Regions from separate parts of the Mus musculus genome. Here regions 1, 3, 4, 5 and 6 are each linked to region 2. Evidence: chromatin contacts called from public HiChIP or PLAC-seq and Micro-C data. All regions are on one chromosome and are shown on one strand. Each heading gives the region's core, a stretch centred on a gene start, on an enhancer-like site or on the middle of the called end of the contact. The rest is flanking DNA. Distances are from core to core; before and after follow the strand shown. Region 1 has its middle 24 kb from the start of Lin9. Region 2 holds the start of 2900024J01Rik (a long non-coding RNA gene). Region 3 overlaps Gm31986 (a long non-coding RNA gene). Region 4 has its middle 36 kb from the start of Ephx1. Region 5 overlaps Gm39715 (a long non-coding RNA gene). Region 6 holds the start of Ephx1 (epoxide hydrolase 1, microsomal).

Evidence for each region. A called contact is a pair of places that touch in the nucleus more often than the background predicts. HiChIP or PLAC-seq counts read pairs in DNA pulled down with a chosen protein or histone mark.
Region 1: a contact with region 2 is called in an H3K4me3 HiChIP or PLAC-seq map of bone marrow-derived macrophages, with 4 times the contacts expected there. The contact joins the enhancer-like site here to the promoter of 2900024J01Rik in region 2. A contact is called at or near these places in 2 of 15 datasets of contacts at CTCF or cohesin (CD8 T cells and large pre-B cells), 44 of 484 Hi-C or Micro-C datasets (the G1E-ER4 cell line, the HL-1 cell line, Th1 cells and 17 more), 22 of 115 datasets of contacts at active chromatin or transcription factors (the 230-238 cell line, the HPC-7 cell line, the NIH/3T3 cell line and 10 more) and 1 of 9 other capture datasets (embryonic stem cells).
Region 3: a contact with region 2 is called in an H3K27ac HiChIP or PLAC-seq map of microglia, with 4 times the contacts expected there. The contact joins the enhancer-like site here to the promoter of 2900024J01Rik in region 2. A contact is called at or near these places in 9 of 484 Hi-C or Micro-C datasets (the N1E-115 cell line, adipose-derived mesenchymal stem cells, brown adipocytes and 6 more), 11 of 115 datasets of contacts at active chromatin or transcription factors (the 230-238 cell line, CD8 T cells, the HPC-7 cell line and 5 more) and 1 of 9 other capture datasets (embryonic stem cells).
Region 4: a contact with region 2 is called in a Micro-C map of embryonic stem cells, with 2.3 times the contacts expected there. The contact joins the enhancer-like site here to the promoter of 2900024J01Rik in region 2. A contact is called at or near these places in 1 of 15 datasets of contacts at CTCF or cohesin (large pre-B cells), 6 of 484 Hi-C or Micro-C datasets (B cells, the N1E-115 cell line, embryonic stem cells and 2 more), 4 of 115 datasets of contacts at active chromatin or transcription factors (embryonic stem cells, large pre-B cells, pancreatic cancer cells and 1 more) and 1 of 9 other capture datasets (adipose tissue).
Region 5: a contact with region 2 is called in an H3K27ac HiChIP or PLAC-seq map of embryonic stem cells, with 5 read pairs. The contact joins the enhancer-like site here to the promoter of 2900024J01Rik in region 2. A contact is called at or near these places in 3 of 484 Hi-C or Micro-C datasets (CD4 T cells, the N1E-115 cell line and memory CD8 T cells), 2 of 115 datasets of contacts at active chromatin or transcription factors (embryonic stem cells and pancreatic cancer cells) and 2 of 9 other capture datasets (adipose tissue and liver).
Region 6: a FOXA1 HiChIP or PLAC-seq map of pancreatic cancer cells shows a contact between it and region 2. The contact joins the promoter of Ephx1 here to the promoter of 2900024J01Rik in region 2. A contact is called at or near these places in 2 of 39 promoter capture datasets (pre-B cells and stem cell-derived epiblast-like cells), 1 of 484 Hi-C or Micro-C datasets (CD4 T cells), 2 of 115 datasets of contacts at active chromatin or transcription factors (embryonic stem cells and pancreatic cancer cells) and 1 of 9 other capture datasets (pancreatic islet).

The regions. Positions count from the first base shown.
Region 1 is chr1:180,615,145-180,619,461 of GRCm38.p6, forward strand. No RefSeq gene overlaps it. Among named protein-coding and RNA genes, the nearest start is that of Lin9, 24 kb to the right of the region's middle. Within about 2 kb of position 1,862, at least 7 of the 459 cell types and tissues checked have an H3K27ac peak or open chromatin away from gene starts, as enhancers often do. A contact at or near this core is called in the HPC-7 cell line and bone marrow-derived macrophages, where this site is marked.
Region 2 is chr1:180,776,131-180,780,490 of GRCm38.p6, forward strand. It overlaps 2900024J01Rik (a long non-coding RNA gene), which reads left to right and starts at 1,831. Exons shown (of 3, transcript XR_373751.4): 1 at 1,831-1,929.
Region 3 is chr1:180,539,083-180,542,891 of GRCm38.p6, forward strand. All of the region lies in intron 3 of Gm31986 (a long non-coding RNA gene), which reads right to left. Among named protein-coding and RNA genes, the nearest start is that of Parp1, 28 kb to the right of the region's middle. Within about 2 kb of position 2,414, at least 86 of the 459 cell types and tissues checked have an H3K27ac peak or open chromatin away from gene starts, as enhancers often do. A contact at or near this core is called in the 230-238 cell line, CD8 T cells, the HPC-7 cell line and 3 more, where this site is marked.
Region 4 is chr1:180,979,422-180,983,683 of GRCm38.p6, forward strand. No RefSeq gene overlaps it. Among named protein-coding and RNA genes, the nearest start is that of Ephx1, 36 kb to the right of the region's middle. Within about 2 kb of position 2,065, at least 24 of the 459 cell types and tissues checked have an H3K27ac peak or open chromatin away from gene starts, as enhancers often do. A contact at or near this core is called in embryonic stem cells and pancreatic cancer cells, where this site is marked.
Region 5 is chr1:180,922,810-180,926,808 of GRCm38.p6, forward strand. Gm39715 (a long non-coding RNA gene) reads right to left here. Exons shown (of 3, transcript XR_865785.2): 2 at 120-276. Among named protein-coding and RNA genes, the nearest start is that of Lefty1, 10 kb to the right of the region's middle. Within about 2 kb of position 2,107, at least 17 of the 459 cell types and tissues checked have an H3K27ac peak or open chromatin away from gene starts, as enhancers often do. A contact at or near this core is called in embryonic stem cells, where this site is marked.
Region 6 is chr1:181,016,082-181,020,078 of GRCm38.p6, forward strand. It overlaps Ephx1 (epoxide hydrolase 1, microsomal), which reads right to left and starts at 1,488. Exons shown (of 9, transcript NM_010145.3): 1 at 1,346-1,488.

The DNA.
Region 1 (4,317 bases), core at 612-3,111, 160 kb before region 2:
TCAGCCTCGGTGACTACAGTCATAGATAAACAGGCCTCAACTAATGTCTAGATACAGAGAGGTCTCATGCTGGTTAATCAACTCATAGATCTTGTCCAGAAACAACTAGATGTATTATAACAAATAACTCAGCTGGGATGTGAACAAAAGTTTCCGGGATTGTGTGTTACTTCCATTCAGTATGAGAAATTTACTAGGACAGCTAATTTGTCAAAAAGTCTTTTTCAGTATATGTTACAAAATTGGATGGCTAAATTTGAACAGATCCTTCGGAAATTGAGACTTCAGGTCAACTCCACGCGCTTGGACCTGTCCCTGACCAAAAGATTACCCAATTGGATCTCCTCAGCATTTTCTTTCTTTAAAGAATGGGTGGGATTGATATTATTTGGAGATACACTTTGCTGTGGATTAGTGTTGCTTCTTTGGTTGGTCTGTAAGCTTAAGGCCTAAACTAGGAGAGACAAGGTGGTTATTGCCCAGGCGCTTGCAGCTCTAGAACATGGTGCTCCCCCTGATATATGGTTATCTATGCTTAGGCAATAGGTCGCTGGCCACTCAGCTCTTACATCTCACGAGGCTAGTCTCATTGCACGAGATAGAGTGAGTGTGCTTCAGCAGCCCGAGAGAGTTGCACGGCTAAGCACTGCAGTAGAAAGGCTCTGCGGCATATATGAGCCTATTCTAGGGAGACATGTCATCTTTCAAAAAGGTTGAGTGTCCAAGTGTCCTTCTCTCCAGGCAAAACGACACGGGAGCAGGTCAGGGTTGCTCTGGGTAAAAGCCTGTGAGCCTAAGAGCTAATCCTGTACATGGCTCCTTTACCTACACACTGGGGATTTGACCTCTATCTCCACTCTCATTAATATGGGTGGCCTATTTGCTCTTATTAAAAGGAAAGGGGGAGATGTTGGGAGCCGCCCCCACATTCGCCGTCACAAGATGGCGCTGACATCCTGTGTTCTAAGTGGTAAACAAATAATCTGCGCATGTGCCAAGGGTATTTTATGACTACTTGTACTCTACCTTTCCCGTGAACGTCAGCTCGGCCATGGGCTGCAGCCAATCAGGGAGTGATGCGTCCTAAGCGAAGAATAACTCCTCCTTAAAGGGGACGGGGTTTTCCGCCATTCTCTTACTCGCTGGCATCTCTCTGGCTCTGCGCGCCCTGCGCTCTCTCGCTGCCTAAAGATGTAAACAATAGAGCGCGCTCTGCACTTTGGCGCGCCGGAGCTCTGGCTCCTAAAGATGTATATAGAAGGGGCTTTCGTTTTTGGGGCTGGGCGCTGGGCGCTTGCCCTCCTGGCTCCCAAAGATGTAAGCAATAAAGTTTTGCCGCAGAAGATTCTGGTCTGTTGCGTCTTTCCTGGCCGGGCGTGAGAACGCTATTAAGACCTGGTCTTAGTCTCTATGGGCACTGGGCACGCCTTGTTCCTGGTCTAGTATAATCACTGTTGTCAAGACAAAGGGATGCACACTTTTCTGCCCAAATCACTTGCAGAAGAGAGTATCATTCCTGACTGGGAAGTTCTATCTTCCAGGGCAAAGTCCAGTTAGCCAGAGGTGGACTCCTTGGAGGAGCCCGTGAGCCGGCGAGCCCTGTGGCTGATGAAAGGTTAAGTGTGGAAGAATCATGCAAGGGGTCTGCCCTGGGTTCTGGAAGGGAACACCGTGCCCACGCTTGGTCTGACTTTACAGCCCGCTCTTTGGGACAGTTAGCAGGAAAACTCATTTACTTGCTTTTCAAAGCAGAAAGAAGAAGAAAAAAAAAAAAAAAAAAAAAGAGGAAGGAAGCCTGGGCCTGACTCCTCAGTCTTCCAGGGGCAGCTCAGAGAAAGGCTGGCTCAGTACCCTCTCCAGTATTCAAAGGACTGCCTGAGCAGGGGGAAGTCCAGGAGGTCCCTAGCCTACCATGTTCACATTACAAATCTTTCATCTTCCATGAGCCCAAGATGGTTCACTTACAGCCCAGATCTTCTCTCTAGGCTATTGTTAAATGCTCTTCACTTACCTTTGCCTGGTGCACGACTCTGCACCTCGCCTTGCCAACCTAGTCCTGGCCTTTTCCATCAGGATGCTGCGTGATGCCTGTGGGGTAAAAGGTCCAAGCCTACTTCCAGGTTTGAAAACCTATCAACCCCTACCAATCGCTGAGCTCAAGATTCCACCAATCCCTGGGTTTGGCTTGAAATCTCATCCAATCCCCACCCTGGAAATCTCCATCCTGGAAAACTCCACCCCCAAGAAACCCTATATAAACCCTGCCTCCCGCTCAGTTCCCTGTGGCTTCTCACCTGAGCTGAGGACTCCACCCACTTGCGTCTTAATAAGTCTCTTGAGTGAGGTTTGTTGTGTGGCGTGACTTTTCAGTATGTGGTAATCCTTGGCTCCTGACGGCCTTGATACCTTTCCTCTTGGAGCTGTAACACTTACACAGGGGAAACCTCTCCCCTCAGAACTGTAACACTTCCTCCGGGGAAGCCTTCTCCTCAGCGTTATAACACATACATTGAGGGTTTTCCCTCTGAATTGCCTACACTACATTTCAGGGTTGGAGTAGAGGTCAGACCTCACTGTTAATTTCCCACAGCACCTTCCTGCCACAAGCACTGTTTGGTTTGTTTGTTTGGTTGGTTGGTTGGTTTTTGTTTTGTTTTGTTTTGTTTTGTTTTCGAGACAGGGTTTCTTTGTGTAGCCCTGGCTGTCCTGGCACTCATTTTGTAGAACAGACTGGCCTCGAACTCAGAAATCTGCCTGCCTCTGCCTCCCAAGTGCTGGGATCAAAGGCGTGCGCCACCACGCCCGGCTTACAAGCACTGTTATCACCCATTCTGCAATAGTGTCAGGGACAAGGCCCCTACTCTACCCTGTCTGGACCCTCTCTTTTATTCTCTTTGGAAAGTGTTTTTTTTAAGATTTATTTATTTATTATATGTAAGTACACTGTAGCTGTCTTCAGACACTCCAGAAGAGGGCATCAGACTTCGTTCGGATGGTTGTGAGCCACCATGTGGTTGCTGGGATTTGAACTCTGGACCTTCGGAAGAACAGTCGGCGCTCTTAACCACTGACCATCTCGCCAGCCCTCTTTTATTCTCTTTAGACTTCTTTTTCTATTTTATTTTATGTGTATGAATGTTTTGCCTGCATGTGTGTATATGCATTACGTGTGTCCCTGGTGTCACCAAAGGTCAGAAGAGGGCATCAGACTGGGCAGTGATGGCCATGCCTTTAATCCCAGCACCCGGGAGGCAGAGGCTGGGGGATCTCTGTGAGTTTCAGTGCCAGCCTAGTCTATATAGTAAGTTCCAGGACGGCCATGGTTACACAGAGAAATCCAGTCTGAACTCTCCACCCCCACCAAGAAAATGAAAGGGCTTGAGATTCCCCCAGAACTGGAGTCGTGGATGACTGAGCCAAGGTGCTGAGTTATCTCTCTTCACACCAAAATGGAGTCACAGCTGCTTGTAAAATGGATCCTCTTAGGATAAGGCACAGCCTGAAAAAACACCATTTTTACACAATATGTAGTAACAGGGTAGAGCGCATTGTGATCTCAACACTGAAGGCCTTGCTTGGTATTCGAGTGCCTCTGTTGACACATAGGCTGCATAATGTTCTGTTACAGGGAGCTGTGCTGTGCACAGTAAGAAGCTGAGTGCTTTGCCTGCCTCTGCCCTCTGGAAGCCGATAGCACACCCATCCACTTAGTGATAATCAGTGATGTCTCTAGACACAGCCGATGTCCCCTAAGGAGCCAAAAGCTACTGTTAGATGGCTATGACCTTGGGTGACACCTTGACCTCAGTCCCTGAGCCAGAGTCACCCAATGCACTGCTTCACTTCTTGAGCCACAGAAACTGAGAGAATGAGTTGCTAAATTCTAGACGGTTTCTACGTGTCAATAGATTATCAATTCAGCGAGTATGGGAGTTTTCAGAGGAACGGTCTTTTCCTTCCCTGAGGTTCTCAGGGACCCTTGGCCCTAAGATTAAGAACCAAGATCTGGCCAGGCATGATTGCACATCCTTTAATCCCATCACTTGAGAGGCAAAGACAGACAGATCTCTGAGTTTAAGGTCATCCTAGTCTACATAGTGAGTTTCAGGACAGCCAGGGTGATGTAGAGAGACTTAGACTCAAGAAAGAAAAAAAGAAAGAAAGAAAGACTCCAGACTGGAGTCCTCAGTGGAAGGAAAGACCAGGTTCTTGAAAGATGTCTTCTTATTGCCACCCATGAGCTATGACACATGCATGCATACATGTATACATGCATGCACACATGCACAAGCACATACTCTGTACGTGTACACATGT
Region 2 (4,360 bases), core at 581-3,080:
TATGAAAATAGGCTTAGCTGCTTTGGGGTTTTCCTTTGTGTTTATTTTTAGCAAGGATTGTGTGCCTAGCTCTGCAGTAAAACAGCTGATGCTACCAATCTTTGTTCCAGGGATCTGCCCGAGGCAACCTCACAGGTTTCTGCAGCCCAAAGGGAAGGTGATGGGTTGCCTGGCCCACCCAAGCTGAATCCAGAGCATTAGTCTCACAGGACCTTTTCCCTCTCGTGGTACCTTCTGGGTATGGAGGAAACGAGAAGCCAAGTGCTTTGGACAAGGCTGGAAGCTGAAGAGGCAGCCCTGCTTGCGGGCTTAAGCTTCCAGAATGGATCTCCTGCTGGCGTCTGCAGGGAGAGGCTGAAATGCCCAGGAGAGATCTCCACATCAGGCATCCGGAGGAGGCAGAAGAGAGGCCACCACTGTTGGGTCTCACACTCCATTTTGGATTTGCCTTTGAGGATCCCCACCCCCGACTTCCCCAAGGGGAAGGGCTAAGGGAAAACTATTTAGTTGGTGAACCCTACCTTAAGACGCCAGATTCTGGCACAGTCCCCTGTCAAGCTAGTGCAAGCCATCTGGGAGAACCACATGGGCCCTGAGCTTCCAAGAGACCCTGAAGGCTGGAAGGCGGACATTAGGAAATAAATACTTTACCTCTGTCCTTCCGTGTCTCAATACTGGTGACTTGTGGGCACTGCCCTCCACGCAGAGCTGGACAGAGTCCCTGCACAGAATAGGCCTGGTCATCCTGAGCAAGAAGATTAACAGAGCGGGGCAGTGGTGGTGCACACCTTTAATCCCAGCACGTTGGGAGGCAGAGGCAGGCGGATTTCTGAGTTCGAGGCCAGCCTGGTCTACAGGGTGAATTCCAGGACAGCCAGGGCTACACAGAGAAACCCTGTCTCGGGAAAGAAGAAGGAGGAGGAGGAGGAGGAGGAGGAGGAGGAGGAGGAGGAGGAGGAGGAGGAGGAGGAGGAGGAAGATGATTACCAGAGCACCCTGCAGAGGACTCTAGAATTCTGAGGAAGAGACGGTGTGACACAGGGACTTTAATTCATACTCTGGACAGTTAACACTTGAGGTGTCCAGGGATCACCACTTCAGGGATGACTAAATTACTGCTTATCTACATAAACACCCAAAAGAGTCATAAATTAAGGTTCTTTTGCAAAGTGATTTATGTACCATATGTGACCTGAGAGAAAGAGTGATCTGGCTGGCACTTCTGGCCCAAGGAACTTCTGAAAATCCAGCGAGCTGTGGTCTGGGGCTGGAGCTGCCGGTCGTGTGGTTCCGGGGCCGCTACTGCAGGAAAACAGCTGTGCTTCTTTCTAAGAGATCCTGTTGTACACACCAGGCCTTGCACTGAGTAACAAAACAACACTACGACCTCTAATGTCTGTGTCTGTGACTGGAGACAGTCTTGCAAGGTGGTGGCGAGGAGGCCACAAGCTTTCGAATATCAAATTTCTGCTGCAGCGCCTTGCGGCTGTGAAACCATAGCAAGGTCAGAACCAGGGTCCCAACCTCTCCAGGGCCCCGAGGCTCATGGTCTCCCACTGCAGGAGCATACCTGCTTCCGGGACCAGCTTTCTTTTGGGGGAACGGCGCGGCCTAGCGGCCTCTGGTAACCGATGCAAGGATCCCTCTCTTCCCTCTCCCTTCCCCCTCCCGAGTCCCAGCTCTTGGTTTGCGCCTTGGCCTCGGGATCTTCCGGGTCCCACCGCGCGCTGCTCGCGGGCAAGCCGCTGGGCTCTGGCGCCTTGAGCATCCGAGCAGGTCCTGCCCCCGCCGTAGGCGTGGGGACCTAGAGCTGCCCTCCGCTCCTTGTCCCGGGCCAGAGGCGGACACTAGGCGGTAGAAGCAGCTGCAGGGTCTGCCCTGCCCCCGCCCCGCGCGGAGAGCTGCTGCCAGGAACAGCAATATTAATAGGTACAAACTTCCTGGAAAGATTTTCGTCTTCGCGGTAAATGACCCCTCCTTGTCTGCCGGGGCAGGCGACGGGGAAGCCTGGGACCCACAGGAGCCAGGGACATTTGGGACCCATGGAGCTGTGGCTCACGAGAGCTGAGGTTCATTGGTTGGGGACCCACTCGGTGGGCAGGTCACAGACACCGTAGGGCAGGGCTGGGCTCGCCTTGGTAAATTAGGCGTTGGAGCCGCGACGCCCGATTGCCATTCCTCGGGAGCGCGCACGCCCTGGGCCACCCCGCCCGTATGCAGCGGCCGTAGCTCCTCCTCCGGATCGGGCTTCGGGGACCTTTGGTCACTTAGGAGCACCCAAACAACTCTGCAGCTGGTGCCCATAGGTGCGCGTCATTCCTTTCTCTAGAATTACCTGGCCCAGAAGCAGTTGTAGCCAAAGCCACCTCTCTCTTTCCCAGTCGCCAAGAGAGGACGGATCAGGAAGCGTCCCACCGGCCGCTTGGGCGCTGTGTGGTCAGTCCATGCCTGCATCTTGCGGATAGTCAGGTCCCAGTGCCTCCGCAGGAGGCTCACTCCCCGTACGGTGGCTGGAGTTCCCAAACCCTTTTTTTTTTTTACAACTCTGGACAGGGCGCCTGTTCTAGATTGGTTGGAGGTGTTTTCCCACCTGAAAGTCATCATTCATTGAAAATATTTATTGAAGCCGATGTGGTGGGAAGCTTGTAATTCCAGCACTCTGGAGGCAGAGGGAAGAGGATCTCCCATAGGTAAAGTTAGCCAGGTACTGAGCCCTTGACTTAAACAAACAAATTATCGCTACAAAGCAAACACAAAAATCCTCTTTCCCAAAACTTGAAAAAAAAAAAAAAAAGACAGAATTGAAACATACATGTGGGCAGATGGCCATGGAAGCTCACGGGAGGAGAGGCAGGAAGAGGATGGAGCAGGACAGAGCTGTGTAGACGTGTTTAGTGTTGGGACTGGGTGGTTGGGAAAGAGCAAGCCAGCCTCACAGGCTCACTCCCAAAGATGAAGACTGGCCCTGCTGGTTCCACCGGTGGTGTGGGAGTCAGAACGGCAGTTTGGGGCATGCTGGGTTTGATGCACACATTGGACATCCAAGGGTAGGGCGGAACAGATACTGGTCAGACAGGTCTCCATGCGAGATGCGAGACAGGGGAAAACACCTGAAGGAACCACCAGCCAGCCACCTCTGCTTATGGAGTGCGTGACGGTACAGTATGCGTAGGTGTAGCTAGCTTGAAACTCTCTGTAGATCAGGCTGGCCTCGATGGAAAGATCAGCCTGCCTCAGTCTCCTGAGTTGCTGTCATCCCAGTCGGAACTAAAAAATTTAAATTTAACTAATTTAAATTGAAAACAGGTTATTGACTCAGTTATTTGAAAATCTTTATTCTGTCTGAAACAACTAGGGTATAGACATCTGTTTTTTCAATGGCTTTCACATTGGGTGGTTTATAGTCGCCTCTAAGTCCAGCTCCCTGGAGTCAGAAACTCATTTTATTTTATTTTATTTTATTTTATTTTATTTTATTTTAGTGTATGGGTGTGTTGCTCATGTGTCTGTACACTACATGCATGCCTACTGCCCAGGGAAGCTAAAGAGGGCATAGAATCCTCTGGGTCAGCTACTCGAAAATCTTCAACAAGTCCTCCTCCTCCTCCTACTCCTCCTCCTCCTCCTCTCCTTCCTGTTTGTTTTTGTTTTATTTTGAGGCGAGGAGGTCTTTTTATGTATCCCTACCTGATCTGGAACTCTGTATACCAGGCTAGCCTCAAACTCACAGAGATCCTCCTGCCTCTGCCTCCTGAGTGCTGGGATTGCGCTTCCTAAGAAGCCGGGATGGTCGGTGATGTGTTTCCAAGGCCTGGCACAGGGACCACAGAAGGGCTCTGATTTATCCCTGATTCCTGAATATTTCAGGCGCTCAGATGCTCACAAGAATTCTGGTGTGTGTGTGTGTGTGTGTGTGTGTGCACTCGCACATGCACATGAATATAATCCAGGATTTCATGTAAAATGAGATACAAAGCCACGAGGAACAGGAGTCACTGGGTGTGGAAGGAGACCAGGCACTCCGGAGATGTTTCTCTCACTACTCATTATTAGCCCCAGGGATCCCCAAGGAGGGGCCTTTGTGTATCTTTCCTTTCCTGTTAAACCTAACAGAGTCCAAGACCAAAGGAACACCAAGCTGATAGTGGCCCTTCCTCATTCTAGGCTCCAGAGATGCCCTGAAGCAAGGTGCAGAGACCAGAGGCTTACTGCCTCTCTGCATTTTGAAGTTATCATTGCCTCCCATCTATGATTGCTTGATGCACCAAGCTCCCAGAAGAACCAGGAATCAGGCCGAGCAAAGTTCACGCTGGGAGCTTTGACCGGTCTGCACGGACCGCTCAGGTGTCCTGGCCCTCCA
Region 3 (3,809 bases), core at 1,164-3,663, 240 kb before region 2:
CAGAAGATTAAATCTCTGAGTTCAAGGTCATCCCGGATTAAAGGTGTGGTGGAAAAAAGGGAGTCTCGCTCTTGTTTCTTTGCCTGCTTGCTGTGTGAGACTGAGTAACTGCTAGCTAGATCCTTGGACTTCTATTCACAGCTACTACTGAACCATTGTTGGGAATTGGCCTCAGACTGTAAGTCATCAATAAATTCCCTTACTATATAGAGACTACCCATAAGTTCTGTGACTCTAGAGAACCCTGACTAATACAAGTGTGTACACTTTCTTATTGTGGAACAATGATAGTTCGAGGCTGGGGAGATGGCTCTGTGGGTGAGGGCCCCTGTAGCATAAGCATGAGGACCTAAGTTCGAATCCTCAAAACAAGTGTCCTAGTTTGTTTCCCAATGCTTTGATAAAAGGATCAGAGGAAGAAAATGTTTGACTTACCACCTACATCATGATCCAACACTGAGGGAAGTCAAGGCAGGAATCTAAAACTAGAACCTGGAGGCAGGAACTAAAACAGAGACCATGGAGGAACGCTGCTTACTGGTTCACCCTGCCTCCTTCCTTACACAGCTCAGGACCCAGGAATGGCAGTGCTCACAGTGAACTGGGCCCTCTTATATCGATTAGTGATTACGAAAATGCCCCTTCCGAGATGCCCACAGGCCAGTCTGACAGAGGCAGCTCCTCAACTGAGATTCTGTCTTTCTAGATATGTCAAGTTGATAACTAAAGCTAAGTAGGACACCATGTTTTTAAAAAGCTGGACATGATGGGGGCTGGTGAGATGGCTCAGCGGTTAAGAGCGCCGACTGCTCTTCCAAAGGTCCTGAGTTCAAATCCCAGCAACCACATGGTGGCTCACAACCATCCATAATGAAATCTGATGCCCTCTTCTGGTGTGTCTGAAGACAGCTACAGTGTACTTACATATAATAAATAAATAAGAAAGAAAGGAAAGAAAGGAAAGAAAGGAAAGAAAGGAAAGAAAGGAAAGAAAGGAAAGAAAGGAAAGAAAGGAAGGAAGGAAGGAAGAAAGAGAGAAAGAAAGAAAGAAAGAAAGAAAGAAAGAAAGAAAGAAAGAAAGAAAGAAAGAAAGAAAAGAAAACAAAAGAAAAAGATCTGGGCAGTGGTGGTGCATGCCTTTAAAAAAAAAAAAGCTGGACATGGGAGACTACAAAGAAGCCTCAGCCCTCTTCCAGAGGGTCCAACTCTGGTTCCCATCTCCATGTCAGGTGAGCCTTAATTATGTAGCTCTAGATCCAGGGGCTTCAATGTATTCTTCTGACCTCTGCAGGAATCCACACACATGTGACATATATCCACACAAACACACATAAATACACATAAGTAAATAAAAATAAACCTTAAAAAAATCCAGGCATGATCATAAGTGCATATAATGCCAGTGTTGAGGACAGAGACAGACAGATCCCAGGAGTTCACCAGCCAGCAGTGAGTGGCAGGGTCAAGAGAGACCCAGTCTCCAGGGTAAGGCAGCAAACAATAGAACAAGTCACCTCATGTCCTTCTTTTGCCTTGACATGATGTGTGCATCTATACACACAATGTGCAGACAGACAGACACACACACACATACACACACACACATACACATACACACACACACTAGCTTTGTTTAAAAAATAAATTAAACCACACTGAAATACTCTTTACCTATCAGAATGACAGAATTCTAAACACTTGGTCACATAGCCTGTTGGTAAGCAAGGGAAACAGCGCTCTTGCTGCTTGTAATTTTGCTTGTGGTAATAAAAGCAGGTTGTTTATAGAAGACAATTTCCCAAATCAATCAAATCTGGAACTATGTGTTCCACTGACTTAGCAATTACATTTCTGGAATGTATGCTACAGGAATAGTGTTCACATGCAAAAAACAAATTATGTACAAGGTTTTCCATTGCAATACAGCAAAATTCTGGAAACAGCCTAAAGGCCCAACAGTCCTGCTTATTACATCCCTGTTGCTATAATAAATACCCTGACAAAAGCAGCTTAGGGAGAAAAGGTTGATTCTGGCTCATACTTTGAGGTTATAATCTATCATATAAGTATCAAAGGATCAATTTAGTGTATTTTTGTATTACATTTTGTTAGAATGTTTCACTTTTAAAGGGGGGGTGCCCATCTGAGGTCCCCACCAAGATGGTTTCCTCCAGGGAATTTCCTTGAAGGGCTCCCAGCCTAGGCTGCAGGTGCCTCAGAGCCCCAAGAAGCACAAGGAGGCTGCCAAGAAAGTACAAGCATGTGGCTCCCCAGAGAAACACTTCAATTCTCCTCAGCAAATGTCTCCTTGGGTTTTATGAAAACCTGCCTGCTTTTGACAGGCTAGGGCTGACCAAAGGAAGCTGCTACTCTCTAGGGCTTTGTCTCTGACAACAGATTCTCCCTGGGGACTTCCTGGAGAGCCCCTCTAGGGCACATAACAACCAGACTGCTTTCTAAATAGAGAGCTGATGTCTCTGGTTTCCCCTTCTTCCTGTTACTGCAAACAGGCTCGGTTCAGTCTGCGCCTTGGTCAGCTCCCCATTGTAAAGTCTGGGTTGCATTTACCATCCAAAGGACAAGCTCTTCCCTGTCCTCTCACTTTGTGTAGGCAGGAACAGAAGCCCCAAACTCACTCACTCCTAAGGACCCTCTGGAACCCTGCTTCCTGCCCCAAGTCCAATGTATAACAAAGCTCCCATCTCTGTCAGAGCTCCCGCTTGCCTCCGCTAAAAGGACATGCAGAAGTCTTAAGTTTCAGCTCCATCCAAGTACCACAGCCCAGAGGAGGATGTTCATACACTCAGCAAACCAGAAGAGATGTCCATCCCCACCAGACATAAGCCAACGGCTCCCAACCAAAGACTAATGTCCTTCCATGAGGAGAACCTAATTTGACTTCTCTCCTCGTTCAATGCTGTCTCCAGCAGGGACTCAGCCTTCATTAATATGTGTAGTCTGGAGCCCAGAGCTGCCTGCCAAGCCTCCAGCTAATTGGAAATTGACAGTCTCTGCCTGAGAGAAGACAGGCTCTTCCCATAGTCTCTGGGCCTCCGATTCCACACAGGCTGGAGTCTGCTGCCCAGATCGGGAGTGTTTTAGTCAGGCATTCCGTTGCTACAACAGATACCGGAGAAAATGACTTACAAGGAAGAAAAGATTGTTGCGGCTCATGGTTTCGGGGTTTTAGTTCAGGGTTACTGGGCTCTTAGCTTCTGGGCTCAGAGTGAGGCAGAACGTCCTGGTAGGATTTATAATGAAGTGGAGCAGCTTAGCTCATGGCAGAGAAGCAGAAACAGGAAAAGGGACAAGATATATCTTTCTAAGGCACTCCCTCAGTGGCTCACTTCCTCCAACTAGTTCTGTCTTCCTACTTTTTAATACCTCCTAATTATACTTCCACATTATGAATCCACCAAGAGATTGGTTAATTAGGCCAGAATCGTCACCATTCAAGAGCCTCCCCAAAACCTCTCATCCAGCCACCAAGGCCCCACCAAGTATATGCGCCTCGGGGAAGGCATTCAAAACACAACAGAGGGCGATCCCACTGTAGCCTACGGGACACCATGTGAACATGTGAACGTCTAGAACTTTAAGGCAGCATTACTGTTTTAACATTTCATTTATTGGGGTGGGGGCTCATCATGTACACACACAGAGGTCAGAGGACACTGTGTGGGGAGTCAGTTCTCTCCTTCCACAGTGTGGGCCCCAGGGATCAAACTCAAGTCATCTCTTAATAGCAAGAGCCTTTACCCATTGAGCCGTCTTGTCAGCCCAACTCTAAATTCTTAACCAGGAAGCTA
Region 4 (4,262 bases), core at 815-3,314, 200 kb after region 2:
ATTTCCGTTCGGCGCGCACCCAAGAATCACGAACAGACGACCATCTTGATGTAAAAGCATGAGGTAGTTTAATGACGGAGCTCCGGGCTGACACTGCTAGGACATCCATGCTTCTCATGCCGGGGCAGAGACTGAAGGTGCTGCAGGCATTGGTGCCAGGAGCGTGCCAAGTCCTTGCCAGGCACCCAGTGGGGTTCATGGATCCTGCTGAGTAAGCAGACTCAGGGCGAGGACTTGTCCAGGCTCTTGGTGACCTCCCCAAAGGAATGGTTTTGCCACCTGTCCTTGATCTGTGATCCTGTGACCTGCTCAGGCCTCTGCACAAGTCAAACTCGACTTGCATTTAAATGGCTTTTTGTCGTGTCCGGCCAGCAGATCACAGGTCTGGGTTCGAGCCTGGAAAGGCATTTTGGAAACCTGGAAGAGAAGAGGGACTAGGCGACGAGAGAAAGAAATGTAGCTAAGTCAAAGCAGATTCTGATCAAAGCTCAATTTTTTATTTCCGACACTCAGTTATGAAGGAGGGGGAGGGACCCGATTCCCGCCAAAGAATCTTGGAGTAAGGTTGCAAGTGAACACGTGATGGCTTCGGAACAGCAAAGCGGGCTCCAGCAGTGGGTGTGGCAGAACGATTGAGCGGCTAGCTCCATCCAGGTGTAAATAGTGGAACCATTAAGGCTGGGGGAGGGGAGGCTACAGCTTTTCTCTATGCCTCGGTCCCTTCGCCCACCCGGTAGACGCTTGCTCACTAGCTCTTCAGGGCCCAAGGTGCACATTCGGGGTCATTTTCCCTCTAGACAAAGCAGATGCTTTCTCTGGCACAGGCCTCTGTACACATCGTTAGGGCTTGTTCATCTCACACCCGTTTCTTCAAAGCTATCCAGCTGTTGTGGGTGCTGAGCTGAGAGCAGTGACAGAACAGTGTTCCTGTCCTGTTTCACTCTCTCTTCCTGCCCACAGCTCTGAGATTGGTGCTTTCTATGTCACCAAACAGGGAAAGAAGGCACAGCCCTGGGACTGGGGGTCAGAGCAAAAGCCTGCGCCAGGCTTAGGAACAGGACTCAAACTCTGTGCGTGGTGCAGCTTCTAGAACCACAGAGAAGGGATGGCTCCCAGCCTTTCCCTCATCTCTCTCCAACTGGCCCTGCAATCCTAACCTACAAGTCTGTACAGGGCCTGGGGGAGAGGCTCTGCTCTTCTGCAATGAAGGTTGCTCACTGTCCTGGAGATTCCCTGACTGTAGGGGGAGCTGCTGAGTTTTGAATCCTCTGTGTCACTAACCTGAACCAGACACTTGTCCTGTAGGTATCTCCACCTCTCTGTTCTCCACACAGGGTGCCCCTGGTGACAGGTAGGGTGGCAGCCTCAAGTGTGGTCCTGAGTAGAGAGGTACGGAGGCACCCACATGGCAAGATAGTTTAAGTTACATGAGCTAGCTGGGAGACTGCCCCAGCCAAAGGCCTAAGCTTTAAACTGTAAGAGAAGTCTCATGTAATTCTTAATATCAGAGGCTGGGTTTGTGTAGGGGCCGTGGGAACTTGGGGAGCAAGCGCCCTGGCTGCAGGGCAGGTTCATGCAGTTCACTCAGCCTGAAGCTCAACACATAGCAGAACCTGTTTCCAGAAGGTGAGACTATGTCCCCTCAGCTCCTGTCACGGTCCCCAGTGCCTGCACTACAGCCAGCACAGACAGCCACTGTCATTTCAGACCCAGCTCTCAGGTCCTGGAAGCAACCAAGAACAGCTCTGCATGACATCATCAGGAGAGTAGCAAGTAGGAGCATCAGGAAAGATGGCCAACCTGCCCAGGGAACTAGAAAATCAGCCCCTACCTGGCTGCTGCAGGGAGAGACCGAAACACTGCTGTTGTTTTTCTTGGGGACACAAACCAGGCCTTTCCCCTTTCCTGGGCATAATTATCCCAGCATGCTCTGCTGTGCACCATGGCTCAGTGCTGGCACCTTGAGCCTTCTTGAAGCAGCAGGCCCATGGGGCTCTGTACACAATAGCATCCAGAGCCCTTGGGAGAGTCAGGACAGACTGAGCACGAGTCCCCACCCCTCTCCCTTTGTACACTGCACAGTCCCAATGACTCAGCTAATCTGCTGTGTGCACATGGCAGTCACACTCTGGACTTCAGACAGCAAACTGAACCGCAGTGACCCAGAGACCAGATACAGAGATCATTGCTGAAGCCCCATCTAAAGAAAGGGCATCCAGGGTGTGAGGATGGCCCATGCCAGCTTTGCCCAGTGGTCTCCTTTTGTGTGGAGCTTTGGTTATGTGTGGGAAAACTGCAACCTGAAACTTCAGAAATCATTTATCATTTAAAACTGTGTGCCATTCAGAATGTCACGATAGCATGTCCTGCCCTCCCCCGCCCCCCACATCATAAGCTACTCCTTAGTCCACTGCGTCAAACTGTATATACTAGGTGCCTGTTAGTCACCTAGCAGTGCTCAGCTGTGAGGCAATTATCACAGTACCTCAGAGCTGTGTCTAAGCCTGACTCCATTTAATAATAGACCCAAAGCTCAGGTCCAGCGCTGCCAGCAACACTGTACAGAAGAGAGTGCTAACACTCAACGGAATCATTAGTTGTTACTAATGTCTCCCTAAGTCTCATCATGAGTAGCTTCATCGTGAGTGTGCATACATGGTTCAACATAGTATATTCTAATACTCTCCTCAGTTTGAGGCTGCCATGGGGTGATGTTTCTTGGAAAGTACCATCTTCAATAAGCCCCAGTGAAGCTAGAGTGGAGGGCAAGGTAACAGATCTAGTGTGAAAACTCAATTTCTTCTCTATGTTCTAATTAAGATGAGAATATTAGTACTTCACTCAAGGACGGGCCCTTGAGACTCATGATCTCAGACTACAGAGCAGGTTTGACTATAGTGTGTTAGTTCAGCAACCTCCACTCCTTATTTTACAGCAGGTAGTAAGCGGTATTCTAGATTATCTTGGAAGAGGAGCCAGTGTTGACCTGCTGGAGGCTGGGTCTCAAAGGTGTGATAGTCAGCAATGCATGCAGATTCATGAAGAAGCTGTAATTTATGGAACTGAATATTCTTTAACAGCCCAGGAAACAACAGTCAAAACTGACAAGGGATCTTTATACACTGTGGACTGAAATGTGAACTAATGCAGCCACCATGGAAGTCAGTATGAAGAAAATTTCCTCAAAAAAAACTAAAATATGACTTAGCCAAATCATTGGATATAAGCATAGAGAAACATTAGTTTTTTTTGGCTGTCACAGAGACAGCCAAGGCTACACAGAGAAAGCCTGTCTAAACAAAGAGCAGGGGGGAGGAAGAAGAGGAAGAGAAGAAGAGGGAGAAGAAGATGAGGAGGAGGAAGAGGAGGAGGAGGAGCTATTAGTGGAAGGCACCAGAAGGGGAAAGAAGTGTGGGAGTGGCCACCTTTAAGCCCAGTCTGGATCCTACAGCAACAGCAGAAAAGGTCGTTCCAGATGATAAAAATTCACAAAGGCCTGAGAAATTAGAATGGCAGCCCATAGAGATGCAATATTCTGAGTTAAGAATCTGGATTCTCCTTAAAGATGCTTTAGAACAATGTCATATAATAGATTATATGTTTCATTTTATAGACTTTGGAGAATTAAGACATATGTCTTGGTTAATAAATCATACTGCAAGTGTGCTTTGGCTGTGAAGGCTTGAATGGTTCTTTGTGTCCTGCTTTGAGTGCTGCTGTTGGGTGCTATGAAATGACCTTAAGCAAGCTCTGAAGTTGAGACACGCACTGTTGGGTGCTGTGAAGTGACCTTAAGCAAGCATGATCACATGTTAAAAAGTTCATCAAAAGTTCACATGTGATCCTTTCAGTTTCCATCTGCGCCTGGAGCTTACCCTGTGCCACAGCTCTCCATACCCAAATCCCACAGGGAGAGAGCTGGTCTTTCAAGAGTGCTGACACACAGGCTTGCAAGGAGGGACAAGCCACAGTCAGAGACAGCAAGACAAGCTAACAGCAGAGACAACCAGATGGTGAGAAGCAAGGGCAAGAACATAAACAAGAGAAACCAAGTCTACTTGGCATCATCAGAACCCAGTTCTCCCACCACAGCAAGCCCTGGATACCCCAACACACCAGAAAAGCAAGACTCTGATTTAAAAATCATACCTCATGATGATGATAGAGGACTTTAAGAAGGACATAAATAACCCCTTTAAAGAAATACAAGAGAACACAGGTAAACAGGTAGAAAACAAAACAAAACAAAACAAAAAATCCCT
Region 5 (3,999 bases), core at 857-3,356, 150 kb after region 2:
TCCCCAGGGCCCTGGGTGTGGTCCTCTGAGCATCCCCTGGCTCTGTAGGCTGGTCGCCTCACTCCTAGTCCTTTTCTGCATATCCCTATCCCTGCTCTGTGGGTGGGACCCCTTCTTACTTGGCCCATGCCCTGGGTCTAGAGGCCTGTAGCTGTGACTTGGGCCAGGAGAAAGAACTTCATGTAGGATCATCTTCTTGCCTTCTCTGCAGTAGCTTCTCTGCATCTGCCTCCTTGCTTGGACACATGGCAGTCTCTCCTCACTGTGGTGCAGTATCTGAAAAGTCCCATACCAGACCCCACATCAGCTGGATTTTCTTCTGTGTTATCTTCTATTTTCATCTCTTTTTCTTTTCTTTTTTCTTTTTTGAGATAGGGTTTCTCTGTGTAGCCCTGGCTGTCCTGGATCTCACTCTGTAGACCAGGTTGGCCTCAAACTAAGAAATCTGCCTGCCTCTGCCTCCTGAGTGCTGGGATGAAAGGCGTGCGCCACCAACGTCCGGCTTCTTTCTTTCTTTTTTAACAGTCTCATTCTGTAGCCCTGACTGGCCTAGAACTCATGTGTGACAGGTCTGCCCACCTCTGTATCTTGAGTGTCAAGATTAAAGGAGTGTGCTTCTACATCTGATTATTTTCTTGTTTTAAAAGGCTTATTTTTACAGGTCTAGACAATTATCTCAGTGGTTAAGAGCACTTACTGGCCTTGAAGAGGTGCAGTTCCCAGTACTCACATGGCAGCTTAAAACTATCCTTAACGTCAGACCCAAGAGATCCGTCTCCGTCTTCTGACCCCCATAGCCGCCAGTGACATAGTGGTACACATACATGCAAATATTTAGGCCTATGGTTTTTAAAAAATTACTTCTCTTATGTCTGTGAGTATACTGTCACTCTCTTCAGACACACCAGAAGACGGTATCAGATGGTTGGAAGCCACCATGTGCTTGCTGGGAATTGAAATCAGGACCTTTAGAAGAGTACTCAATGTTTTTAACTGCTGAACCATCTCTTCAGCCCAGTCCATGATTTTTTTTTTAAAGATAAGATCTTACAGGAGCTGGAGAGATGACTCAGTGGTTAAGAGCACTGGCTGCTCTTCCATAGGACATAGCTTCAACTCGTAGCACCCGTATATCAGCTCACAACTGTTTGTAACTCTGGTTCCAGGAGATCTGATGCCCTCACACAGATATACATGCAGGCAAACCATCAAAGCACATAAGATAAAAAAATAAAGGTAAGATCTTACCATGTAGCTCTGGCTGGCTTGGAAGTTCCTTGTAAATCCGACTGGCTTGAAACTCACAGAAATTCATCTGCCTTTGCCTCCCAAGTCCTGGGTTAAAACTTCTGCACTACTATGCTCATTTTATTTTGAATTTTGATACAAGGTCTCACTGTAGCCAGCTAAGGCTGGCCTCCAGTTCACTATGTAGCTAAAGATGGCCTTGGACTTCTGGTTCTCTTGCCTCTGCCTTCCAAGTGCTGGAATCGCAAGCCCATATCGCCATTCCCTGCTTCTATAATTAACTTTACAGACTTTACTTTTGGAGGGTTTCGACTAATGCAGCTCACTTTATAATAGAAGTTTTTCAAGGATTATCACTATTTTGGAGGTCGCCCAGCAAGGGATGGAGGGTCTCAAACAGAAAATGAGACCCAGTGAGACCATACTGTCTTGCGGGGGATATGAGGCAGGAAGGACCCCCAAAGGGCTCTAGGTTTGGAGGCCTCTCTGACTATAGAAGTTGGAAACAAGGAGGTAGGGGCAGAGAACATTTGAACATTTTTGGTTCTGGGGTCCAGAGGAGAAGCCAAGCTCAGCATAGAGAATACAGTCTCGGACAGGGCTCTTGTCATGATCTCCAGCTGTTGGCAATTGCTCAAACTAGGGTTGTGTGGCCTACGACTAAGGAGGTGGTGAGACACATCGCAGCATCGTTAAAGAAGGTGTAGCCAGCAGACAGGACAAATATCCCTTGGCAAACAGATCTCTTTTTCTGAATGTGGATTCTGGATTGTCTTTGGGGAAATACAGTAATTGACCAATCAGCCAGGGGGAAGTGAATGTGGATTGGGGATTTTGCACAATGGGCTTGATTAGGTGTCAGGTGGGAGGGAGACTGCCCTTTGTCATGTAGAAGGAGCTTGGCCTGCTAGCCTTGGGGATGAGGGTAGGTGGAACTTTGGTGGTCTTGGGGGATCAGACTAGAAGAGGGAGTTACCCTCTTGGTGAACCAAGTTTGTCACCCTGCAGGAGAGGGCAGGAGAACACTGACTAGTGCAGCCCTGGGCTGGGCTTGAGGTGGGTGCAGGGTAAGAGGTTTGACCCCATAATAGGTCAGGCTGCCAGTTGAGTGTCAAACGACAATATGAGGTCAGGCCTTTAGGGGTAGGTGTCAGCTAGCCAAGGTTCAGATGCAAAGGGGGACTGTGAGGCCAGGCAAGCTAAGGCCCAGGAGCAAACTCATTCAGGCAAGAGCCAGCAACTGAGGTCCCCTTCCCGGCACGGGTAGATACTTTGTTCCTGTTGGACAAATGTAGCAAGGCCAGCCAAGGTGCCTTAGAAAGGCCCAGCCCTAGCCCCACACGACTGAGCTCCTGACCCTAGCCCAGAGCACGGTACAAGCCATGTGGCCCTGTGAGCTCCTGACCCTAGCCCAGAGCACGGTACAAGCCATGTGAATCCTGAGTTTAGTTTTAGATGTGTGTGTCAGGAGGAGCCTTGGTACCTCTCTCCTCTTTTTTTTTTTTTTTTTTTTTTTTTTAAAGATTTATTTATTTATTATATGTAAGTACACTGTAGCTGTCTTCAGACACTCCAGAAGAGGGCGTCAGATCTCGTTACGGATGGTTGTAAGCCACCATGTGGTTGCTGGGATTTGAACTTCGGACCTTCGGAAGAGCAGTCGGGTGCTCTTACCCACTGAGCCATCTCACCAGCCCCACCTCTCTCCTCTTGTCAGGTGAGGCAATGAGAGGCAGGATTCTGTAAACAGGATGGGATGGAAGCCCAGCGATGCCATTAAGGCTCTTGTCTCACAGATATGGAAACTGAGGCACAGGCTGCTGATTAACACGTAGTCCCCTAGGTAGAACTAACTGGCCCTCGGTGAAATGTCACTGGGGAGAGTGAAGAAGATAGTGGGGCAGGGACACTGCAGAGTCACCTCTCCAACCCATGCACCTGTGTCCTTGTGGTGGCAGTGGCCTCCACAGGGTCACAATCAAGAAATAGTTGCTTAATTGATTGAAGAGAAAGACAGGCAGGAAGAGAAGCTGTAATGACCAGGGCTTCTAGGTTTTCCTGCAGAGGTCTTTCTCCCTCAATACCTTTTAATTGTGTGGGGTAGGGCAGGGAGGCAATAATATGACAGACAGACAGACAGACAGTGTACAGGGGATGGAATCAGCACCTTGAACATTCTGGGCAAGTTCCCTTCACCACAGAGCTATGTCCCAGCCCCTGTAAGAAGAAGTGGCTCTCCCGTGTGGACCCAGAGAAGATGGGGTCTCTAGTTGGCACGACTGAAGGAGGGGTCCTTTTGACTCCGGCATAGACTTTGGTGGCTCTGACCCAGCCAGGAGCAGAAATTCAGTGCACGCCCCCTTACCCCTTGAGGGTTTGTTCTAATGGGAAGTGGTTTGCCTGCAGGTGCCTCTGAGGTGTGACTAAAGCCCCAAGGAGAGCAAACAAATCATAATGAAACCAAGTCTGTGTGTTTGATTCCTGTCTTTAGCCTCCCTCCCCTGTGTGTTTGGTAAATACATAAAATGAAAACACTTCTCAGTGACCTGTGTAAGGTTTCAGGCTGTATCTGCAGGCTGGCCTTGAACTTGTTTGTAGTAGATAACTCCCAGAGTCCTGGGAGTACTGTGCCCAGTCTTTATGCCATGCTGGGGAATTGAACTCAGGGCCTGGTGTTGATCATTCCCCAACATTATCCAGCCTGAGGGTGGTGACGGCACTGAGCTGTGTTTATTTCATCTTGTCCCTGTC
Region 6 (3,997 bases), core at 238-2,737, 240 kb after region 2:
GACTCCAGGAGCACCCGAGGGTCTAGGGAAATCTTGTTTTCTTGGTCGGAGGGGCAGCTGAAAGCTTGGAGCCTCCTCACTGACTCTGGTCTCTCTTCCAGAGGGCAACTGAGGACATAAAAGCCACCCACAGCAGGCGCACCTCTGCCTCAGGGCCTTTGCATGTTCTCCTCAGCCTTGTGCAGCTGGATACTGAGTAGTGAGGCGCACTCCTGACCCTCCTGACCCTCTGGAGTGTGAAAGTGTGGCCTCTTCCTCTCTAGTCAACAGTCCTGCTCCCTCTTTATGACCTCCTATTTCCTACAGCTCACAAATATAATTTATATTTTACAAAGATATGTTTATTTATTATGTGGTGTTGGGGATCTGACCCAGGACCTTGAATTTTGTTTGTTGTCTGCATTCAAAAGCTCCCAGAGCCCATGAGAACACATTCCCTGCTATCCCCAGGGTGGGTGGGTGGGGGGCAGTGTCTGAACAGTCAGTCCGTGTCGTTGAGCACGGTTGCACTGAACATACTTCTTTAGGGACACAGGAAGCCCTCACGTGGCCCGCCTGGTGTGGGTATTAGGGAATGGAAAGTCTTTGCTGAACACGCCCACGTTTTTGTTCCACCCTTCCCCCCAGCCCCCTCAGCTTCAAGTCTTGTGTGAAGTCAGACCACGCACAGCCAGTGAAAGCCTCCACTTGAGGGAGGAAGTCACTGTCACAGTAAAAACAATGTGAGCCTCTGGGGCTCTGCGACTTTAAAAAAAAGATCAGGCCGAAATCGGAGGCAGAGAAGCAAATGTCGCAGATGTCCATCTCTACAATCCTGCCAGCAGCACAGAATGCCAGCAAAGGCACAGCCCTACTGTCAACGCGCATGCATACATACCGGATCCCTCCACCTCCCTCCTGATCCCGCCAACCAGATGCCAGAAAGGCTATCCAGACTTCTGGCCGCCGGAAGTTTAAATGACGGGAGGTGCAGACTGGAGAAGTTAAAATTAAGAGTCACTTGGACGGCGCCCTCAGCTACCTGGATTGGCTCAGGTGCCTGGGCAAGTAGCAAGCCTGGAACCCAAGGGACAAACATGCATGGGGGGGCGGGCGGGCGGGGAAACCAGGGGGCTGAGGAGCCAGCATCGCTGTCAGGCGCAGCACCCACCCCTTGCTTCCGAAGCGCAAGCAAGGGGTTGACGCCCCTGGAAGAGGATGGAGCATCAGATGCAGGACTAAGAAGCATGGCCTATTGCACGCCTGGATCGGTCTTAGGATAAGGGGAAGCGCATTTAGCTGCGGGAGATACGCGAAGCCCTCGCAACTCTCACGCTGGAGTGCCGCTGCTGTCCCCGGAGCTTACTGTCAGGGTCGCTCTCGGGTTCCTACTCCCGCGGCGGCTGGTGTGCAGTTCCTCCACTCTCAAACTCCTCTTGAGCCTCTTTGCCTGCTGCTGAGCTGGTGACACCAGCTGCCTGTTAGCCCCGCCCCCACTAGCCCCGCCCAGGCCTTGGCCCCACCCCCGAGTTGGCTGGTTGGCCAAGGCTAGCTGAGCATCTAGCTAAGGTGTTTCACCTATTCTGGCAAAGTCTGCTGTTCTGAACAGGGTATTGGCAGTTTAAACTCTGCAGTCTGTGGACTCTACACACAAGAGCCCAAGCTGGCCTGGTGCTACAGCCTTCCTCTCACCTTCCTAGCAGTTCGTTGTAACCATTTTATAAGCGAACCAGTCAGTGAGCAAACATCTGGGGATAAAGCTTGAGGGTAGAGTGTCTCGCGTGGGCAAGGCGCTGGAGTTCATTCCCAGAACCACAAATAAAATAGTGAAGTGTGGAATGAACACACAAACCTGAAGTTTGTCGTTAAGTGCACCCTGTGAGGCTGGCTGATCTGAAGCCCAGGAGGCATGGACACCAAGCAGAGGCCAGCACAGGGAGGAGGGAGAGAGCGCTGCCTAGCCAGCAAGCAGGAGTAGGACAACCACAGTTCCTGGCACCCTTGGGGCTAACCTGCTCTCCATTAGCCAGCCTGCCCAGTGCCCTGTCTTTACCCCCGCGGCCCTCCTAAGACTCGCCTAGAACCTTCTCAGGCTTCAGCAGCCACACAGACAAGATGACCAGGCACACCACTGTGAGGGCCTAGCAGTGCCTGCCGCGGGGTCCAGGTTTATCATCCTACACACATGTGAAGCGTAGGGATCCTATTTTCACCTCTCACCTCTGATCTCCAGCCTCCTTCGCTGCTCATCATGGCCCAAACCCTCTCCGTTCTAACGGAGAGCCGGTTTCTCTCCAGTGAACACATTCAACTCATTCCTGCCTCCGTGGAACTCCTGGATAGTGTGTCCTCAATCCTCTCTGGGAACCTGGGATTTCCAGGTACTGCAGCTCCTTCCCCTCCCCAGCACACCGTTTGCACACCTGCCGTCCTCCTCTGCAGTGTATAGTCCAGGCTTGTTTCATAGCGCCCTCTAAACTGTTCCCACAGGAGCGCTGCCTCCAGCCATTCAGCAAAGCAGTAAACGTATTGTTCTTAACAAAGTGTAGATGGAAACATTCTAATGTGCTGGGCAATGGTGGCTACACCTTTATTCCCAGCATTCCTTGAGTAGGAGCCAGAGGCAGGCAGATCTTTGACTATGATGCCAGCCTGGTCTACAGAGAAAGTTCCAGGACAGCCAGGGTCACACAGAGAAACCCTGTCTTGAAAAAGAAAGAAAGGGGCTGGTGAGATGGCTCAGAGGTTAAGAGCACCGACTGCTCTTCGGAAGGTCCTGAGTTCAAATCCCAGCAACCACATGGTGGCTCACAACCATCTGTAATGGGATCTGATGCCCTCTTCTGGTGTGTCTGAAGACAGCTACAGTACTTACATATAACAATAAATAAAAAAAATTACATTGTCTCAAAAAATAAGAAAATAACTAAAAATAAAAAAAAAAGAAAGAAAGAAGAAAAGAAAAGAAAAGAAAAGAAAAGACAAAACCATAACACTAGTTGCTGGTGATGGATGTATCATCCTGTGAATGTGATAAACCTACTTGTCTTAGTTAGGTCTCCTACTGCTAAGATAAAATATCGTGATCAAAGCAGCACAGGGAAGAAGGGATTGGTTTCAGCTGGAAACTCAGACACACTCCATCCCTGAGGGAAGTCAGGACAGAAACTCAGGACAGGAACCTGAAGGCAGGAACTGGACCAGAGGGCACTGTTTCTGGCTTGCTCTTTATGGCTTGCTCAGCCTGCTTCCTTACACAGCTAAGGACACATCTGTCCAGATGGCTGGTGGGCTGGGTCCACTCATATCCATCAATCACTAATTAACAAAATGTTCCACGTTAGCATTTTTTCTAGGCTCTGCCCCACAGTTACCTGGCAACAACCAGGTATGCCTGACTCAGTATCAAAGAGGCTGTCTGGCCCCTCCTCACCCTCTTACTCCTTTACCCTCTTACCTAATCTGTCCCTTCTCTCCCCATTCCCTTCCCCTTCCCACGTGCTCATGGCCGCCCTCTACTCCTCTCCTTTCTCTCTGTCTCTCTCTGCCTTCCTCTCTTTCTACTCCCTCAATTCCCCTCCCCATGCCTTAAATAAACTCTCTTCTATCCTATACCTGTCGTGTGGCTGGTCCCTCAGCATGGTCCTGCAGAGGCATCCCTTCTCCTGCACTGTACCTCACTCTACAAACACATCCCTGGCTTCCTTTTCTGTTTTATAAAACACAACCCCCCACAGCCTTACCTATAGGCCAATCTAACAGAAAGAAAGAAAGAAAGAAAGAAAAAAGAAAGAAAGAAAGAAAGAAAGAAAGGGAGAAAGAAAAAGAGAGAGAGAAAGAGAGAGAGAGAGAGAGAAAGAAAGAAAGGGAGAAAGAAAGGAAGAAAGAAAGGAAGAAAGAAAGAAAGAAAGAAAGAAAGAAAGAAAGAAAGAAAGAAAGGAAGAAAGGAGAAAGAAGAAAAAGAAGTAAGAGGTTGATTCTTGGCACATACTTTAGAGCACCCAGGCAGCTCTGTCTG